2 separate regions of the Callithrix jacchus genome follow, and region 2 is linked to region 1. Evidence: chromatin contacts called from public Hi-C data. All regions are on one chromosome and are shown on one strand. The core of a region is the stretch at or near the end of the contact, and the rest is flanking DNA. Distances in the headings are between cores, read along the strand shown.

Region 1 (7,021 bases), core at 4,102-6,601:
TTCCCTTGCATGCCCTCCGCCACAAGGTAGGAAAAAGTAGTACACACAACAGGTATTCTTTCTGACTGGTGCTGACTGGGTGCCCCATCCCAATATCTGAGACGCTGGGATGCCAGATGCCAGTGCAAAACAGACCCAGACTACATCACATTCAATTTCATATCCCAAGTACTTAGTACAATATGTGGTGCTATCGTAGTTAGTAGTAATAGCCACTAACATTCACTGTGTATTTAAAGTGTGTCAGATATTAACTTTTAATCTTCATAGCAACCTTATGAGGTAGATACTATAATCATGCCCATTTCCAAAAGGAAACTGAGGCACAGAGGAGTTTCAGAGGTAGTAAATGGTGGGCTGGAATTTAAACCCAAGCTCCAGAGCCCTCACCTTTAATGACTACTCTGTACCACAAAGCAACGCCCATTGAAAATAAATTCACTAGTGAGTGAAGAATCAGTTTGGTTGCCTTAGGGCCCCACATTCAGTAGGTGCTCTGTAAATGTTGAGGAATAAATGCACCTACTTTTGTAGGACCCTGAAACAATGGGAAACCAAGAGCAGCCCCTCCTTCATTCCTTCTCTCCCATCCCCGCCCAACTTCTGCAGCATAAACAGCAAATCCAAAAATAGCTATCTAATGACGTCAGAGGAACAAGGTCATCTGAAAATTGCCCACAGCCACTGGACACCTCCCTATAGGATCAAGTAGCAGGAGGGTACCCCAGGCTGGTGCAGCTGTTCCAAGAACAGGAAATGTCCCAGGAGCAGACTTGGAAGCACCAGCAACCACACAAAGGCAGAGGCAGTCGGGGAGAACCACAGACATACCAAAGGGTAGAAGCAAGACCAAGTGCAGAGCATACGCCCAGGAGACAAGAGTAATTCGACTTCATCTGCACTAGAAGTCGCTCCCATCACCCGATCCCAGGAAATGGCTCAAGAAGCAGGGAATGCATGTTCTGTCCTCTTGCACAGGACAGCTTCCCGGCCTGCCATTGCGCTATTTATAAAACTTCAGGTCCATTTGCTAAACTGGGCTACCATAAGATCCAGAGGGTGCATGGCAAGCTCTGAGCGGCTGCTGGGGGAAGAAGACCCTGCCTGAGATGGGGAGGGGCCTCCAAATAAAGGATGAGGGGTGGGCTGGACAGGACACCTCCTGGCTGCAGTCCACTTGGCATGGTGACCACCTTGGCTCTCAATCAGGCCTGCTGAGGCTTGTGACTTAATTGACTGGCAGCTGCCACATCCCTGACAGGATCCAGCACAGTCTGAGATGCCTGCTCTGCTGACAGGGTGAAAGCAAGGAGAGGACCTGCCTCCCAGTGTCTGGGAAGCTTAGCTGGAGGTTCCCACAACAAGGTCAAGAGTTCAGTGAGGGCTCCAGCTCAAATCCAGAAAGAGCCAGGCCCTACCCTCCTGGAGCTGGTTCTGGCCAAGGGATGCAAGTTGCTGTGGTAGAAAGGACACCTGAGGGCAGATGGACCTGAGTCCAAATTCTGACCCTGCCACTTATTAGCAGCATGACTTTGGATGAGTAACTTAAACTCTGAGCCTTGGTTTCCTTATCTGTCATATGACTTGTTGGAAGAACATATAGAAAAGCATTCTTCCCTCCATCTTCATTCTGGGAATGCAGTCTTGGCTAAGAAGATAAATATCCACTCAACAAACTCAGGCAACTCTCCTGTGTAACTCAGACTGTACAAAGGTGACCCCCCAAGGGGCTGTGGAAGGAAAGAAGGTGTTCTCACCCTGAGATAGGCTTTTGACTGGCTGGGCACTAAGGTCACAGGAGAGAGTGGCTGCCAGTCCCTGGCCCATGGGTACCTGTGTTAGGAGACCTGTGGTCTATCGGGATTTGCAGGTCCCTCTCCTGGCACAGTGGTTCTCACACTTGGGCATGCATCACTGTCCCCTGGAGTGCTTGTCAAAATATACATTGCTGGGCCCCACCCTTAGTGTGCCTGACTCAGTAGGTCCAGTGTGGGAATAGAGAATTTGCATTTCTAGTCCCTGATGATGCTGACCACACTCTGAGGACCACTGTCTTGGAGAATCAAAGTCCCCACAGGCCAAGACGGTGACCTTCCAGTTCCTACCCATGTGCGTGAAGCCTCTGAATAGCTCACAAGAGTAGTGTTTTGGTATGTGTGGGGAAACACAGAACACTGAGACCCAGTCATCAGTACAGTGAATGTTCCCAGGAGAGAGAGATGCACAAAAAGTGAAGCTATGGCGGGGAGCGATGGCTCACGCCTGTAATCCCAGCACTTTGGGAGGCCAAGGTGGGTGGATCATTTGAGGTTAGGAGTTCAAGACCAGCCTGGCTGACATGGTGAAACCTTGTCTCTACAAAAAATACCAAAAAATTAGCTGGGTGTGGTGGCTAGCACCTGTAATGCCAGCTCCTCAGGAGGTTGAGGCTGGAGAATTGCTTGAACCTGGGAGGTGGAGGTTGCAACAAGCCAAGATGACGCCACTGCACTCCAGCCTGGGCGACAAAGAGAGACTCTGGCTCAAAAAAAATAAAATTAAAGTGATTTTGTGAAGGGGTGGCACACTGGCACCCCCTCCCAGCTCCTGAGTGACTGCTGCTTTATGTTGCTTCCAGCATTCATTTTCTATTGCTGCAGTAACAAACTGCCATGAGGGAGAAAAAGGCTCTTGCACAAACTCCCATGAGCGTCCTCCCCTGCAGAGATGTCTCCCAGCTTCTTTTGGCCAGCTCTTAACTAGAAGCTGCTGACCCTGTCCTGTCAGGTTGTTAGCTAGGGGTAAACAGCACGGGTTTCTGGCAATCCCTGGTGACACACCCACTGACAACACTGAATGTCACTCAAGCACAGCCACACTGAGTCGCACTGGCCAGCTGGGTGGGTCAACAGTCACCATTGCTGCCCAGAATGCCTTTGGGGCATGTTAAAGCTGGGGGAAAATTCCTCTCCACTGCACTGGAGGAAGGGTCCTTTCTACAAAGATCATTCTAACTTCTGTGAAGAGACTGAGACCCAGAGAACATGTTCAAAGTCACAAAGTGAGAGCAGCTCTCCCAGTTCCCAATCTAGAGTTTATTCCATGAAATAATTCTGTATTCCTCCTGAACCCTGTGCCAATTATCCAAAAATAACCCAGGTCTCCTTGACCATGAACACATAAAAACCGAATTGCAATGGAGAGAAATAGAAAAGGGAACAAGGTGAAGTGTCAGTTTTATGGTGACGTCCTTAAACCGCCTCCAGCAATAGAAGGACCACTTCCAAAATACTCAATCTTTGGGAGGAAAAAATCACATCTTGGCTTGGGAAGGACTCCTTTGTGGTAGTCTCTAAGAATTCATTGAACATTCTGTGCAGTCTTTAACCAGTTCCAAGGTCAAGAGAAACATCAGAAAATATGTGTGTGTCAAGGGACAACATTATTCAGGGATTAGTTCCCTGGAGTGATCTGGGCTAGATTTCCATTTCCAGAACAACGCTTGGAAAGTCCTCAAGAAGACAGAACACTGGTCTCCACCATACTTCATTGAAGTCCACACGGAAACCCAGGGACAGGAGAGTTTGCTAGAGGTGCCCTCTTGCAGGGATTAAGCAACTGGGTACAGAAGACATATAAATGCAAAAGTAGGGCTGGTTCAGCTTTAATAAAACTGCCTAGAAAAAGAAATCTAAAAATATTTAAGCTAAAAGGAGCCTTATTAATTGTTTCAGCTCAATCTTATTTGACAGATGTGGAAACTGAAGCCCCCTAAGGAGGAGTAACTTGTTAAAGGTCACCCATCATTTCACCGACAGGCGTTAGATTATAATCCCCACCCTTCTTCCCAAAAGACACATCACAGCTCCAGGTAGAGGTTTGGTTTTGTTTTGTTTTTTGAGATAGAGTCTTGCTCTGTCATCCAGGCTAGAGTGCAGTGGCGCAATCTTGGCTTACTGCAAACTCCACCTCCCAGGTTCAAGCAATTCTCCTGCCTCAGCCTGAGTAGCTGGGATTGCAGGTGCGTGCCACCACACCTGGCTAATTTTTGTAATTTTAGTAGCGATGTGGTTTCACCATGTTGAATCAGGCTGGTCTCGAACTCCTAACTTCGTGATCCACCCACCTCAGCTTCCCAATGTGCTGGGATTACAGGTGTGAGCCACCGCACCCAGCCTCTAGGTAGAGTTAAAGACAAAGAGCTTTCTGTTTTCAAATCTGATCTAAAGTAGAGACGACAAATCGACTTGAAAACGTGGCATCCAAGACTTTAGAGAACATAACCAGAATTATCTCCAGAAAGGCTTTGCTAAATGCCAACGAACGTTATCTCCAGGCATGGACATCAGTAACACTGACATCACATCAGCCAAAAACAGCCTTCCATTCAGCAAATGTGCAAGCCACGATAATGTTGTTCTATGCTTTTGGGAAGGGCTTCTATTCTCTCTCAAGCTTATATATTAATTACAAACATAGGCTGGTAAGTGGTTTGAGAACAACCATTTAAAGTTAAGAGATAGCAGGCACCAGGACCCCACAATGGCATCAGTCATACCAGTGAACAAGAAACTCATGGATGTCAAATTAAGGGAGCTGCCAAGCTGGATCTGGGTGCTGATTTTTACCACCAAAGGCATTGCTGAAGCGTTTCAAAAAGCTTTGCTGTATTTATTAGTGCTTATGGTACTATTAAGAAAGGGAGTGTCACCGGGTTTCTATGGTGCTCACAGCTTACATGCCTTTTGGCCACTGCCTTTCTTATAAGGAACTCAAACATAGGTACCACTGAAGAACGGCCAGTATGGAGAGCACACTCCACACTCCTGACCATGACCTCCTTGGCCCAGAACCCTTCCATGAGGAAGGTGATCATTGCTAAATCTTTTATATCCAAATGTAAATAAACCTCCAAATAAAAGATAACTAGTAAACAATAATAATAATAACGTTTAGAGACAAACATGATGTGTTAGGGGAAAGCAAACACAGACAATTCTGTCCCATAAATAGAGCTCAGAAAAATCCTTGAAAAACAAGCATTTTCAATGTAGAGAAGCAAACTCAGAACAATGGAATAGCATCCTGCTGTTAAAAATGGTATTTACAAAGTATGCAAAAATATAGGAAAAATGAGTTACTATTATGCTAAATGAAAAATAATACCAAATATATATATAGAGAAAGGCTCTACTATGCATAAAACCAGACAGAGTTTTACACAAAAGAAAATACCTACTCATCCGTGTGATAGGGTGTCCCCAAGTATGGTGATGGAGGTATGTCAGTGCAAGGCTAGAGCCTTCTCCTCTCTCTTTACCACTAAGCAAGCAGGCTGCCCCAGACTGCTTTTCACATTACAAGTTATGACCACTGACTAGTATCTTGACCCACTGGAAATTTCTCCCACCCTTGCTCCCAAAAGAAGATCTGAGACCATCAGTGCCAAAACAAGCTGGGCAATAGTACTTGGATGCAACTCTTCGCACCTTCACACACCTGCAATGTTCTGGGACACCAGTCCCATGCTACATGTGTCTCTTCAGATCTGACAGGTCTCTATTTCTTCTCTGTCCAATAAAGCTTAAATTTAAAAACATTAAAAAAAAAAAAAAGGCTGGCGTGGTGGCTCACGCCTGTAATCCAAGCACTTTGGAGGCCAAGGTGGGCGGATCACTTGAGGTCAGGAGTTCAAGACCAACCTGACCAACATGGTGAAACCCTGTTTTAATTAAAAACAACAACAACAAAAAACCCAGGGAGGGCAATTGAGGCCATCAGACCAGGTTTAGTCTGTTGAAATCATTCTTTCATGATAAAACCTAGTATTTGCTTAAGTCTTTCCCCTGCCCTCCTGGTCTGAGTGAAATGTCAGCATTTGTGAAGCTGTTTCAGGAAGCTGATACTTTTAGCACATTAGAGCCATGGTGTGGCCTGAGCCCAGACTCTTATTCATTTACAAGGAGAACAGCAAAAATCATCAGACATTTCCAATGTCAGCAACCTTTACTACAGCGCTAAGAAACAGTAGGTGTGCAAGATGACAAGGAAACAAGGAAAAAGCATGTTTTTGTCCCCAGGCTTTTTGTAGCAACTACACTGGCTTCAGCTGGATAACAAATTGTGCTGGAATTCTTGGCTTTGGAGCAAACATGTCAGCTCCCTGGTTACGCCTTCGTCATTGCCCAAAGTACCACACACTTTAACCTTCCTGCTCTTTCCATAGGCCTGGGTTTGTCCCGTATCCAGGAAACTTTATATGTTGTCTAAACTGAGCATCCCAGCAGGCTGCAAGGCAGATGGCAGCTCAGGATTCAGAATGTTGACCAATTCCTACCTGGATCCACACCACCGAGCTGTAACTCAGCCTGCCTGTGCAGAAATAGGAGCCCAGCCACGTGGCTAACAGCTTTTTTAACTGCTACTCTCAGCAATGAGGAACTTCCCCAGCAGACAAGATTCAGTAAGACGGCCTTCATCGAGAGAACTGAAAAGGAAGCAATATCAAGACTGACCCAATAGGAGACACAGGTTCAACCAAACACTCAAGACAATAAGCAAACCCCTAAAGCTCAACTGAGCCAGGAGATGAGGACCAGGTGCTATCTTGCCCTCTAGTCCTTGGGACCTTAGGTCACAAACCCAGGACATCATGCAGAAGTTTGCCTCCATGTTACTACATTGTCTGTCATAAGAAGCTTCATTCTTCAGTCAGGAAGGAAGCCAGGACATGCCTGAGGTAACACCTTAACATCTTTTTTTTTTCTGAGATGGAGTCTCGCTCTGTCGCCCAGGCTGGAGTGCGATGGCACGATCTCAGCTCACTGCAACCTCCACCTCCCAGGTTCAAGTGATTCTCCTGCCTCAGCCTCCTGAATAGCTGGGACTATAGGTGCATACCACCATGCCCAGCTAATTTTTGTATTTTTTAGTAGAGACAGGGTTTCACCATGTCGGTCAGACTGGTCTTGAACTCCTGACCTTGTGATCCACCCGCCTCAGCCTCCCAAAGTGCTGGGATTACAGGCATGAGCCACTGCAC
Region 2 (6,443 bases), core at 1,147-3,646, 70 kb after region 1:
CCAAAAATAGAGGCTGCAGTGAGCTGTGATCACGCCACTGTTAAGTGGACACTCCAGCCTGGGTGACAGAGCAAGACTCCGTCTCAAAAAAAAAAAAAAAAAAAAAAAATCTGTCTATCTAGTCAATTCTGCTTCCTAACTTTACCCATAGCAAAGAAAATTAAGTATGTCAAAGGGTATTTAAATTTCCCCTCCTCTTTCTCCCAGGAATTCAAAGAGAAATAGGGAAGAGACCCAGAAAAGGCTGAAGGAAAATTAACCAGGAGATGTAGAAAATCCCTGTACATCTCCTGGTACCTAAACAAGAAATGACAGACTTTCACATAATCCTGGACAAACTTAATAAATCAATTATTTATTTATTTAATAATTAATTAATTAATTAATTTTATCAAGGTTGGAATACACAGTTTTAACCATAAGGTTGGCCAAATAAACCCTATTTAGATAATTTGAAAGTCTAAACAAATTTACCAACCTAGTTGAATACAGCCCAGTTTTTCATACCTGCAATTTTGTTGTCAATTCAGATAGTGCTTTCCTGCCTACTCAATTCAACAGGTATTTAGTGGGTGATTCCTATGCACCAGGATTGTTTTGGTCCCTGTCTAACCAAACTGTGCTTATCAAGATTCAGACAAGGGGGGTTTTGTGAAGCAGAGAAAGACAAACTGGCTCTTGATCTCCCTCACCTCTAAACTGTCAGGACACTTACAAAACAGTAGAGCACTCACATGGTGTCCTGTCTTGTTCTGATTCTCACTGTCGATTTCAAACCATCTTTTTGTCCCCAAACATACCAGTAAACCTTTGAGTACGTCACACATCTGTATACCCATAGTATCTCATGCCAATCTGAGCACACAGTACCCTCAAAGGTCAACTAAATGGCTGAGTTAGCTGGGAGCCACATAATTTTGATACAAGAATGCCAGCTTCATATTGAACTAACTCACCCAAACCAACCAGGGCAGGGGGTGGTAATAATACACTAAGGCTACAATACAAGAACATTCTTACCACAGCAGCAACCAGTCCTTTTTTTTGAGACGGAGTCTCGCTCTGTTGCCCAGGCTGCAGTGCAGTGGCACAATCTCGGTTCACTGCAACCTCCCTCTCCCAGGTTCAAGCCATCCTCCTGCCTCAGCCTCCCTCCCAAGTAATTAGGATTACTGGCACCCTCTACCACACCGAGCTAATTTCTGTATTTTTAGTAGAGACTGAGTTCACCATGTTGGCCAGGCTGGTCTCAAACTCCTGACCTCTGCCTTGCCTCCCAAAGTGCTGGAATTACAGTTGTGAGCCACCGCGCCCAGCCTAAATAGTCCTATTTTTGACAACATCTGATGAATGAGAGAAATTCAAAGAGAGGCCATAGGATGCCAAGACAAGGTAAGGGTGAACCAGGAAGTACGCCAAGAGTTGGCCTTAAAACAAAATCTAGGAGTCAAAAATCCTTTTCAATCCTAAGTAGGCCTGATCTGGGGGAGTCCCTGTTACTGAAGTACTAGAAAAAAAATTGTGTATATTTTTTCCACTACTGAAGTAGTGGAAAAAAAAAAAAAAGAAGAAGCTATATGTCAAGAAAACAGGGGTTAAACCAATTCTATAATATTATAACCTGGTTTGGTTTTCCTTCCCCCAGTCTATAAATGTTATGAGAAAGGAAATGATAAAGGGAATAATACCTGGTGATTCCATACAAAATGAGAGGGCTGGACAAATATGGATAACATCGAATCAACTTTAAATGCCAAATAGAAGACAACTCCAAGTGGAATTAAACTCTCCCTCAATTATGTTCTCACACCATCTAATTACCTTCCTGCTTTAGACAAAAGTTTTGAGATGTACTTGTTTGTGACTACCTCTGTTTTCCTCCATCAAACGCCACACTTCCTAAAGGCAGGGCTGCTATTTCACCCATTTCTCGAAATTTATCTAGATTCTAGGCCTCGGTTTCCTCCTCTGTAAAGTTGGAACAAGAATAGCACCAACTACATTGACTTTGCGAGGAAATGAAATGAGAGTTCAATGCTTATAAGATGTTAGCATGGTAATAATAATTATCGTTACCGTTATTAGCCGACAGCCTCCCGCAACTCCTTTCTCCCTCGGTTTCCCGGACGTCCTTCACAGCAAAACCCTGTTGCCAAGAGAAAGGCGGCCCTAATCCTCCGCTTGCACCCTGCCCTGCCTGGGCGGCGACCGAGCACCGCAACCGCCTCAGAGGCCAGGCCTAGCGGCGCGAACGGCACTAAAAGCTGGAAGGTGAACTCCAGCAGTTCCAAACTCCGGGATGAGGGAGACCCAAGCCCTACTGCTCCCTCTTTTCTTCCCAAGGCTCACCTAGAGTCGCCTCAGCTCTGACAACGACGCGCCAACCAACCCTCCACTGGATTCATTCACTATCGTTGAAATTTTGAACCCCGGCAGCCTAGTCGAATGCACCAATCAGAGCGCCGAGAAGGCAATTCCTGGCTCCCTATTGGCCCCACAGAGCGCGGCAATACCGGAAGTCAGAAGGAGGCCCAAGTGAACCACGCCGCCGGCTTCTCCTGGGAAATGTAGTCTCCTGCGCCTGCGTGAGCCCATTTGACCAGCCCTCAGGAGTACATTACTACAAAGACCGGAGTGCTCCGCCCGAAACTATTTGGGAAAGGTGGTACCAACTGAAAAAGTGGAGAGTCAACTTAGATCATAGAATGACGGGCATCCTGGAACTCCCCAAGCTTTCAGGGAAGAAAACTCTATTTTTTAAAATAATTCTCGCTATGGTTGTGCATTATGCCTTGAAGGTTCGTAGGAGTCCACTTCGTCTTAACATGGAGTCTCCTGCATGCAACATAGACTCGCCCGTAGCGTCCTTCCCATTCTTGCTTGAGTCTTGCAAACCCTTTACCCAGTCCCTGCCCTGACCTTATGAAACCCGCGGTTCGTTGGGTACTTTATCCGGTTTTATTCCCTACTGCATCTCAGGCTTTATGATCCCCATGTCGTAAAAAGAAAACAAAGGCTCGGAGAAGTTGAAAAAACATGTCCAAAAATCACATGATAGATGGAGAAGATGGGATTAGAATGAACTGTTCTTTTTATACATCACCAATAATTAATTAGAGGCCCTGCTTGGTGACGCTGTCCTGTAATCCCAGCTACTCTGGAGGCAAAAGCAGAAGGATCCCTTGAGACCAAGAGTTCCAAACCAGCGTAGATATTACAACAAGACCCCCCACACACACACAATCTTAATTTTTAAAAAATCAATTAGAAAATAACAACAAGAACAACAAAACAACCCCCTTTATAGTAGCAGCAAAAACTAAAGACCTCAAAAGCCTAGGCTGGGCGCGGTGGCTCACACATGTAATCCCAGCACTTTGGGAGGCCGAGGAGGGCAGATCACTTGAGGTGAGGAGTTCAAGACCAGCCTGACCAAAATGCCAAAACCCTGTCTCTACTAAAAATACAAAAATTAGCTGGGCATGGTGGTGCGTGCCTGGAATCCCAGATACTTGGGAGGCTGAGGCAGGAGAATCACTTGAATTCCGGAGGCGGAGGTTACGGTGAGCCAGGATTTTGCCACTGCACTCTAACCTGGTCAACAGAGTCAGACTCTGTCTCAAAACAAAAAAAAAAAGGTCAAGACAATTGCAATGAAAATCCCAGTGGGTTCTGTTCTGGAATTTGCCAAGTTAATTCTGAAGTTCATATGGAAGAGCAAAAGCACAATTAGTGACATCTTGAATTTTGAAAAAGATTGGGGGGAACTGACATACCAGATTTCACACATATTAACATGAAATTATAGTTTGTTTGTTTTTTTTTGAGACAGAGACAGGGTTTTGCTCTTGTTGCCCAGGCTGGAGTGTAATGGCTTGATCTCAACTCACCCCAACCTCCACCTCCCAGATTCAAGCAATTCTCCTGCCTCAGCCTCCCAAGTAGCTGGGATCACAGGCATGCAGCACCATACCCAACTAATTTTTTGTATTTTTACTAGAGATGGGGTTTCTCCATGCTGGTCAGGCTGGTCTCAAACTCCCAACCTCAGGTGATCCACCCACCTCAGCCTCCCAAAGTGCTGGGATTACAGGCGTGAGCCACCGCGCCCAGCCTGAAATTATAGTAATTTTTAAAGTACGATGCCAGGCGCGGTGGCTCATGCCTGTAATCCCAGCACTTTGGGAGGCTGAGGCGGGCAGATCACGAGGTCAAGAGATGGAGACCATCCTGGCCAACATGGTGAAACCCCGTCTCTACTAAAAATACAAAAAATTAGCTGGGCATGGTGGTGCGTGCCTGTAATCCCAGCTAGTCAGGAGGCTGAGGCAGGAGAATTGCTTGAACCCAGGAGGCGGAGGTTGCGGTGAGCCGAGATCGCACCATTGCACTCCAGCCTGGGTAACAAAGGCGAAACTCTGTCTCAAAAAATAATAGTAATAATAATAAAATAAAAATATAAATACAAAAATTAGCCGGGCATGGTGGCATGTGCCTGTGGTTCCAGCTACTCGGGAGGCTGAGGCAGAAGAATCACTTGAACCCAGGAGGCAGAGGTTGCAGTGAGCCGAGATTGTGCCACTGCACTCCAGCCTGGCGACAGAGCAAGATTCCATCTAAAAAAAAAAAAAAAAAAGGATTAAAGTATGGTTTAGTTAATTCACACCCATGGAGGTGCAGTCAGCGAAATCCAGTCACAAAAACCATAGGACAAAAGATTTAGTTTCTTCAAAACATAAACTGTCAGAGTTTTGTTTTCTTTTCTTTTCTGTTGGTTTTTGTTTGTTTGTTTGTTTTGTTTTTGAGATGGAGTTCCACTTGTCGCCCAGGCTGGAATGCAATGGAGCGATCTTGGCTCACTGCAACCTCTGCCTCCCAGGTTCAAGCGGGTCTCCTGCCTCAGCCTCCCAAGTAGGTGGGATTACAGGCACGAGCCACCAGACTCGACTAATTTTTTATATGTTTTGGTAGAGGCAGGCTTTCACCATGTTAGCCAGGCTGGTCTCAAACTCCTGACTTCAGGTGATCCTCTTGTCTTGGCCTCTCAAGTACTGGGATTACAGGCATGAGCCGCTGCAGCCAGCTTTTGTTTTCTTTTTTAAGAGTCCTTGTATTGTAGAGATACATATAGATATGGGAGGGAAGAAATTACTCTAGCACCTGCTTCCAAATAATTGGGAGTAGGCAGTGAAGAGAAGTAGGTGGGAATACATACATATACTCATGTATGAGTTTGAAATTTTCCACAATTGACAAGGAGTGGTTGCCAGGGTAGCGGGGAGGAGTGCCTCACACCTGTAATCCCAGCGCCTTGGGAGGACGAGGCAGGTGGATGATTTGAGGTCAGGAGTTCAAGACCAGCCTGGCCAATATGGTAAAAATCCATCTCTACTAAAAATACAAAAAAATTAGCCAGGCGTGGTGGCAGGCACCTGTAATCCCAGCTACTTGGGAGGCTGAGGCAGGAGAATTGTTTGAATCTGGGAGGTAGAGGTTGCAGTGAGCCGAGATCACCATTGTACTCCAGCCTGGGCAACAGAGCAAGACTCTGTCTCAAAAAAAAAAAAAAAAAAAAGCGGGGGAGGGGTTGTTGCTGTGGTGGTGGTTTTGTTGTTTTGAGATAGGGTCTTGCTGTCAACCAGGCTGAAGTGCAGTGGCAGGATCACGGCTCACTGCAACCCCAACCTCCCAGGCTCAAGCGATCTTCCTGCCTTAGCCTCCCAAATTGCTGGGACTACAAGCATCAGCCACTGCACGTTGTCTAAAAAGAGGTATTATTAAGTATGGTATTGTCGTGGAAGTTAAAGGTGGGGAAATCAGTAGAAGAGTTTAAGAGTGCAGAAACGGACTCAGCTGGTCGTGATTGCTCCTGCCTGTAATCGTAGCACTCTGGAAGGTGGAAGTGAGAAGATTGCATGAGCCAGGAGTTTGAAATCAGCCTGGACCACATGGCAAGATACAAAAAACTTTTAAAATTAGCCAGGTGTGGTGGCACATACCTGTAGTCCCAGCTACTCAAGAGGCTGAGGTGTGAAGATTACTTGAACCTGGGACATCAAGGCTGCAGGGAGCCATGATACTTCAGCCTGGGCAACAGAGCCGGATCCTGTCTCTAAAAACAAAAACAAACAAAACATTGCAGAACTCATGTATATCAGAATTTAGTAGGCCAGTGCAGTGGCTCATGCCTGTAATCCCAGCACTTCAAGAGGCCAAGGGGGGGCAGATCATTTGAGGTCAGGAGACCAGCCTGGGCAACATGGCAAAACCCCTTCTCTACAAAAAATACAAAAATTAGCTGGGCATAGTGGTGCTCACCTATAGTCCCAGCTACTCCGGAGGCTGAGGTGGGAACATCATCTGAACCTGGGAGACAGAGGTTGCAGTGAGCCTAGATCACACCACTACACTCTACCCAGGAGACCCCATCTGCCCCCAAAAAA

What was found. Hi-C and Micro-C count contacts between places; a contact is called where the count stands out from the background.
Region 2: a contact with region 1 is called in a Hi-C map of skeletal muscle, with 5 times the contacts expected there. The contact joins the promoter of TPX2 here to the enhancer-like site in region 1. A contact is called at or near these places in 3 of 3 Hi-C or Micro-C datasets (induced pluripotent stem cells and skeletal muscle).

Annotation. Positions count from the first base shown.
Region 1 is chr5:7,385,245-7,392,265 of calJac240_pri, forward strand. No RefSeq gene overlaps it. Among named protein-coding and RNA genes, the nearest start is that of MYLK2, 9.5 kb to the left of the region's middle. Within about 2 kb of position 5,352, at least 1 of the 16 cell types and tissues checked has an H3K27ac peak or open chromatin away from gene starts, as enhancers often do. A contact at or near this core is called in skeletal muscle, where this site is marked.
Region 2 is chr5:7,458,516-7,464,958 of calJac240_pri, forward strand. TPX2 (TPX2 microtubule nucleation factor) reads right to left here and starts at 2,397. Exons shown (of 18, transcript XM_078371147.1): 1 at 2,350-2,397.